Linked DNA regions of Danio rerio: region 1 is linked to region 2. The links are chromatin contacts, called in public Hi-C maps. All regions are on one chromosome and are shown on one strand. Each heading gives the region's core, a stretch centred on a gene start, on an enhancer-like site or on the middle of the called end of the contact. The rest is flanking DNA. Distances are from core to core; before and after follow the strand shown.

Evidence for each region. Hi-C and Micro-C count contacts between places; a contact is called where the count stands out from the background.
Region 1: a contact with region 2 is called in a Hi-C map of embryo, with 1.8 times the contacts expected there. The contact joins the promoter of aass here to the enhancer-like site in region 2. A contact is called at or near these places in 2 of 18 Hi-C or Micro-C datasets (embryo and an unstated tissue) and 1 of 4 datasets of contacts at active chromatin or transcription factors (embryo).

Annotation. Positions count from the first base shown.
Region 1 is chr25:30,661,802-30,665,773 of GRCz12tu, forward strand. aass (aminoadipate-semialdehyde synthase) reads left to right here and starts at 1,251. Exons shown (of 23, transcript NM_001173985.1): 1 at 1,251-1,481. The coding sequence starts at 1,251.
Region 2 is chr25:30,529,331-30,533,169 of GRCz12tu, forward strand. All of the region lies in intron 12 of cadps2 (Ca++-dependent secretion activator 2), which reads left to right. Among named protein-coding and RNA genes, the nearest start is that of fezf1, 120 kb to the right of the region's middle. Within about 2 kb of position 1,486, at least 4 of the 62 cell types and tissues checked have an H3K27ac peak or open chromatin away from gene starts, as enhancers often do.

The DNA.
Region 1 (3,972 bases), core at 1-2,500, 130 kb after region 2:
ATTCTGACTTCAACTACGTGTTTCTTCTTTGCAGTAGTTCTAACATGAATATGATGAAGCACATTTACTGACAGATTAGTGTGCAATCCATTAGTTTTTTTTTATTCTAAGAAATTTAAACCACATTTCAAGTTCATGTGGTCATATGACATGCTACATACGATTCATAAGATAAATGCTAGACTTAGTTTGAAATAAATGTTAAACCATCGCAGCACATACAGAAATAGTTCATTAGTTGTTGCTAGTTTTGTGAGCAGCAGTTGAATATCATGGTTATTAATGATCCATTTGATAAATGTAGTCCTCAGAAAAAAAAAATTTGACAGCTGGCAGTGACCAAAAGGAACATATTTGTATACTAAAAGAAGTTATAATATCAGTAGTTTTAAATAAGTGTAACACTTTACAAAAAGTCTGTATTAGTAATTAAAATATAATTGGTCTTTTTAGTGTTATTAGCTCAGTGCATTTATGTTAACAAGCATGTATTTAGATTTTAATAATGCATTAATGAATGTTAAACTTTGATTAATGAATGCTGTGCGTGTTTTATCATTATTAATTTGTCAATAAATACATTTATAACATTAATGAAACCTTATTGTAAAGTGTGACCAAAGTAGTATAGATATTTTCTAACTCAGGTGTGCCCAAACATGACGGGCCAAAAACCAAATTTGATTGAGAGCTGTGGGCTGAAACTCAGTATATCAAACTGCACTTTAAAAAAATGCAGAGTTCCATTCATTCAATTCATTCGGGTTGTCTCAACACAAATCAATTACCTTAACACATTGACGTGGATTAAACAGAAAACAATTAAGTTGTCCCAAAAGAATCTCTAAAGAATTGTGTTATTCCCACTTATTTTACATAAGTAGGTTGAAAAAGCAGCAAAATATATATAGATATATATTTTTGAGTGTTTAATACATAAAACTTTCCATAGCTAATTTCTTAATTTATTTCATATTATTAATAAATAAACAAATATACCCAATTATAATAAATAATGCAATATACCTTTTTACATTTTGTAATGAACTTATTACAATAAGAGTTATTTTAAACCAGTGGAGATCAATGCCAAAACGGTTTTCGAATGTATTTCTCTCCATTACAAACACAGACTGGGTTTCTTCGTCCACTTTTCTGCTTGGCTGTCCTTCACGTTCAATATTGCTTTAGTGGGATTTTCATAAGTGTGTATCGGTTGTAACCTGTGTGTTTTGGAAGCTAGTCCAGTCATGCTGCGTCTTGTGAGGAGCCAGGGCAGAGGGTTTAGGGGCTGCATGTGCTGTCAGCGGAGGTCTCAGCATAACCAGCAGAATCACAAAAGTGTGATCGCCATCCGGCGTGAGGATGTCAACGTGTGGGAGAGACGTGCGCCCCTCGCCCCACGACACGTCAGGGAGATCACAGCGGCTGGACACAAGGTGCTCGTGCAGCCCTCCAACAGAAGAGCCATCCATGACAGAGTGAGTCGTTGAATAACTGTATGCACTATGTTGTTTGCCTTCCTTTGATGGAGAATTTGTGTGTTGCATTGTTATTTAATAGTGGTTACATTTTATTTATGTTATAGAGTGGAAGAATCTGTTTATCAGCATTAATAGTTTGATACGGTTTTTATGGTTTAATGTTAATAGTTTAATAATATTTTTACAGTACTGTGACTGTGTAGACCTTTTTCTTCATTGCTGCATGAAGGGTGCTACAGTGACCAGCGCCTTCCGGTAGGATGCTTAGAACTTCCGTTTAGAAAGTAAAGTCTAGATCCGATATCCAGCGCCGGAAGTGTGATATGCACATCAATATAGCAGCATTTTTTTTTTTTTTTTTGACGCTGTATAACAATAATTAATATTTTTACAGTACTGTGACAGTTTAGGGTTGGAGTGGGGGTAGGCATTAAAAATGACAATTTATTGGTTAATTTAATAGATTACATAATACTCTGTAGGGCTGTGCAATATGGGCAAAATAAACCCTTCATGATTTTCTTGAGCAATATTCAAGAAATAAACAATTTTAATCATGATTTTGTTACAGACAGACTGAATATGTGTATAATCAAATCACCTTTATTGTCACATCATCAGCAGCATGTGTGCTATGATGAGTGATAAGCTTAGGTGTTGGCTCCAGACAGTGCAAAATACAGAACAGAATACAGATGCAAATACAACGACAGTGCAAAATACAGACAGTGCAAATACAATGACTGTGTTAAATACAGACAGTGCAAAATACAACAGCATACTCCTCAAAAAAACAGGACAATTGAAGATTGACAGCGATATGTACAATGAATAGGAGTCTACATAGTTGTAGGCAGTAATGTTTTAAGGATGGATTGGTTAAAGTGCAGTGCATGCTACATATTGATGGTGTGCAGTGAGGGGTATGGAATAGTCTGTGTGAGGTGTGTTGAGTGTTCATCAGCCTGATAGTCTTAGGGAGGAAGCTTTCCTTCAGTCGGCTGGCACGTGACCGGATGCTGCGAAACCATCTGCCTGAGGGTAGCAGAGAGAAAAGTCTATGGCTTGGGTTGCTGGAGTCGCTGATAATTCTCTTGACTTTCCTCATGCACCGCCTGGTGTAGATGTCCAGCAGTTCACACAATCCTAGGTAGGCCTTTGCGATTGCTGCTGGTGCTATTTCCTTACCAGGTTGTGATACAGCCAGACATGATGCTCTCTACAGTGCAGGTGTAGAACGAGCGGAGGATGTGGGGACTCATGGGGGTTTACAGTGTGAAACTGAAACATAGTTCAAAAGAAAAGCAATTAAATCTTTATCAAGCACGTCTCTTAAGCCGACATAAAATAAAAATCACCTCAGGGTTCAACGCTAAGGATTTTTTCTACCTGCCCGATAGGACCAGTTGTTCAGATTTTTACTTTCCCTGCCAATATTTTCACTGGCCCTACCAAAAAAAAGTTTGAAGCTATTTATTAGCCACAAATATAAAAATGTGTCAAAATGTTTGTAAATCTAGAATTTCAATATTTAAAAAAAAAAAAAGTTAATAAATGTATAATGAACAAAATTCAAAGTGTTTTGCAAACAGAAGTAGCAAAATGTGCAGGTATTTTATCGCAAAACATAAGATAGCTGACCTGCCAAACTGATGGCAAACTGTACAAAACACTTCATTTTTTTAGTCGTGGAGTACCCTTGTAAATGTCTGCTTCCAAGACGTTAGAAACAAATGTTTTCCTTTAGCATCATCACTTGATGTTTCCGCCATGTTGCTGTCTCTTCGCTGTACTGGTTGTTACAGAAAAATAACATGCTTACAACATCCAATCAGATTAGAGAAACAGAGAAGTTAGCATTTTAAGTCTTAAAAACACACACTGTTTCTCGATTCTGACTGTATTTGCATACGATTGACAAATATTTACAGACAAATTAAACTTTAGTGACAGGGCATCAGTGGCTTGATCAGGCCAGTAACGATTCTGTCTACTGTCCCGAGCTTCTCTCACGCTGGCCCCGGGCCATCGGCCAGTCCTTATTGTTGAGCCCTGCACCTAGTAAAGCTGTAACAAATTGACTCTATATCAGACCTATGACAAAACAAGTGTGTGTGTGCATGCGTGTGTGCGTGCGTGTTAGCGTACAAGTTGTCAAACTCAAGTAAGGCTCCAATGTTCTGCTTGACCAAATATCTATATATATATATATATATATATATATATATATATATATATATATATATATGTTCACAGATTTGTTTTGTCAATGCATAGATTATAGACCTCTTTGTGACGCTGCCGTGAAATAGGCCGTTCACATATTGATTCTTTTTCATGCTCATGCTTTCCACGTGCTTTTAGATGCAATATCTGGCTGACATACAATTTGAAAACTTTTTGAGGCCCTTAATATGTCCTCTTGATATTTACAACATTTTAATTCAAATCTAATAAGGTTGAGCAGGCTAAAGATTGTTTCTGGTTT
Region 2 (3,839 bases), core at 236-2,735:
AATGTGGGTCGCAGCCAATGGTGCAGTTTCTAAATCTGTTTATATATATATATATATATATATATATATATATATATATATATATATATATATATATATATATATATATATATATATATATATATATATATATAAAAATAATATTTTAGTCACCAAACATATATAGAAATTAAAAGATAATGCGATTAAATTTAGGCAAAATATTGCAAAAAAACAAACAAAAAAAAAAACAACCTACAAAAAAGTTAAACTAAATTTTTCCTCCCTTTTTTTTTCTTTTTGGACTTTTATCATAAGTTATTTTGTATAACCTCCAGAATACACCACAAAATCCTAAGGAATTTATTTACTTAAAATTAAGTTTAGTTTAGTTCCATTTCATTTAATTTAGTTTCTCAAGCAAAACATATTCAAATAAACCCCAAAACCAAAATATTCATTTATGCTCTTTAAATTTTTGTTTTTGTTTTGTTTTGTGTTTTACTTTGCTTTTCATTGTTTTGCTTTGCTTTGCTTTGTTACAAATCATTTAAAAAAAAAACTCAAAATCCTAAAGAATTTATTTACTCTTAAACTTATTTAAAAAATATATATGCACAAATTTAAAATATGCATTGAAAAGTCAGATTTGTGAGAGGTGTACTTTTATACTGTATGCTGAGCATGACGTTGAAGTCATATTTATTTGCTCTCCTGAATTATTAACCCCTCATATGTTTTTTTACCCCAATTTTTCAACACATTTTTAAATAAGTTTTAATAACTAATTTCTAATGACTGATTTATTTTATCTTTGCCATGATGACGGTACATAATAATATACTAGAATCTTTTTCTAGATGTAGCATTCAGTTTAAAGTACAACTTAAGGCCTTAACTAGGTTAATTAGACAACTTAGGGTAATTAGGCAAATCATTGTATAACGATGGTTTGTTCTGTAGACAATTAAAAAAAGAATTGCTTAAGGGGCTAATTATATTGACCTTAAAATGTTTTTTTTGTTTGTTTTTTATTAAATCTCCTTTTACTCTAGCTGTAATAAAACAATTTCCCCCCAGAAGAAAAAAAAATATTATAGGAAATATTGAGAAAAAATTGTGAAATATTTGAAGAAAAAAAAATTACATGAGACCCAATAATTTGGAATTAAACATACGGCACACATAAAAAATAATAAAAATAATCATAATAATAAATATTATTTTATATTGAGCATTAAATGTAGCATCACAAAGCACTTTACAGACAAATTTATGAATAATGTTGAAAACTAGTTATAAATGCATCAAATATCATTTACTGTTAACACCACACTTGTTTTTTTTTTCTTCCTCTCGCTTTTCGTCCCAATTGTCACTTTGTACCTGCAGCGAGTGAGCACCTTCTGTTATCCATTCAGCTTCTGAATGACTCTGTCTGTGTTTGGCTCTTTGTGAAGGCTCCCCAGCCTTTGTTCAAACTTCTGTGTTCAGGCAAAAAAGAGAGCCACAAAAGCCACCTGAATGTGCTGCTTTTCCCATGCCTTCTGGGATGTGACATCTGTGGGGGAGTGGGCCTGTTTTCAGGGAAAGGAACAGAGGGGTGAACAGCATTTTTTAGTACACCACATGCAGGCTGAACTAATTGATCCTTGCTGTAAATTCTTTTGAATTGTATATTAATCAAACACACTTGATTTATAGAAATATTTGGATTTAATTGTTTTTAATTTTAGTTGTTTTTTTTCCCCACAAAATGTTTTTCATCAACTTCATTTATTCATTTTATATATATATATATATATATATATATATATATATATATATATATATATATATATATATATATATATATATATATATATATATATATATTGCACTTTGTTTAGTTTTTAATGTAACTAAAAAAGACTAATACAATCTGACCTCTTAGACACCTTAATCTGATCATATATACAGTTAAAAACAAAATTATTAGCAGTCCTGTTGAATTATAATTTTTATTTAACTGCTATTTAATGGAGAGATTGTTATGGATACTTCAGCATGAAGTGCAATGTAAAGGCTTAAATGGGTTAAATAGGATTACTAGGCAAGTTAGGTTTACTAGGGAAGTCATTGCATAGCAGTAGTTTGTTATATTGTTATATAAATATTCCATCCAAAAAAAAAAAAAAAGAGTTTATGTAGAAGAAAATATAATAGGAAATAATGTGAACAAAATTGTATTGCTCTGCTAAACATCAGTTTGGAAATATTTGAAAAAAAAAAAAAATCTTTTTAAATGGTTAGATTGAGGGGTCTAAAAGGTCAAATTGTACTTCCAGTCATTTATATAGAATATCCAGGGTATATTATATCAGATTGTGTTTGGAATTTTACTGTACCTGATCAGATTTATATATATATATATATATATATATATATATATATATATATATATATATTTTTTTTTTTTTTTTTTTTTTTTTTTTTTCTCGTCAGTGAATTAAATGTCAAAACATATTAAAATAAACGACAAAACCATAACAAATTTATTTACTCTGATTTGTTTTTCTTTTCTCTTATTTTCTTTTCTTTTTTCTTAAGCAAAACATAATAAAATAAATCACGAATCCCCAAGATATTTGTTTATGCTCTTTAAATGTTTGATTTGATTTGATTTGATTTGATTTGATTTTATTTGTTTTGATTTGATTTGTTTTGTTTTGCTTTTTGTTTTGTTTTGCCTTATTTTTTTTGTTTTTGCTTTCCTTTCTTTTCTTTTCTTTTTCTTTTCTTTTCTTTAGTTTTTATAGTATTTATGCTCTTTAAAATTTAGTTTTGTGTGTTTTTTTTTTTTTTTTTTTGTGAAATTTATTACTATACACCACAAGGAGGAATTTATTTTATATCTTTATTAAGGAATTTATTCGATCTCTTTAATTTTTTTTCTTTTGTTTTCTGAAGCAAAACTTATTAAAATAAACCACAAAACCCCAAGATATTTATTTACGCTCTTTAAAAAAAAATTGTTTTGTGTTGTTTTATTTTGTTCTTTTTGTGTTCTTTTGTTTTGAGCAAAAAATATTAAAACATACCTAAAAATCATCAAGAATTGTAAGTTTTGGATTAAGTGCAGTTCAGTGAAATGCAGTTATTGCCTGTCTGAACAAAGTCTTCAAGTCTCAGATTTTCAAGCTCTTTACGAAAAAAGCCCTCAACAATCAATACTTGTAGCCCTAAGGAAAATCAATATGTGGTGCTATTGTAAAGCACAACTTCTTTTTCTTTCTCTTTTTTTTTTTTATCAGCTGTCGCTTGATACAGGGATTAGGTTCAGTGAGCTGTTGGTGATTCAAAGACCAATATTTGGATTTTTTTTCTTAACTACTGGGAATGTTCACACTGAATTCACTAGTCTGCACGTGCATCTTTGGAAGTGATTCACAGAAATGTGTGGGGGGTTTTCTGCAATCTAAAAGTTTCAGGCTGTGATGATGTCCATAAATTAAGAGCAGTTATGACCAGTCATGCTTCAACCTTAATATAATTACTCACATCCTCTTCACTTTTCATCCCATAATGACATATTCTCCCTAAGACACACTCCTCCACATTCAGCCTTATTAACAAGCCATAATGACATATAGAGATAGGCCATAAAATGCTTCCTATTACTGTCATTTATTGGTGGAAATAAAACCATTGAAGACTTTACCACCTAGCAAGCTAATTTTTTTCAAGATCTTGGTCTCTCAGATATATTAAAATAATAATTGATTTATGTATTTGTTTATTTTTATGTAGGGTCTCTCTTTTAGTGCAAATAACAAAATAAAAAATCATGAGTTCTATTTAGTAAACTCTCAATGTATAAT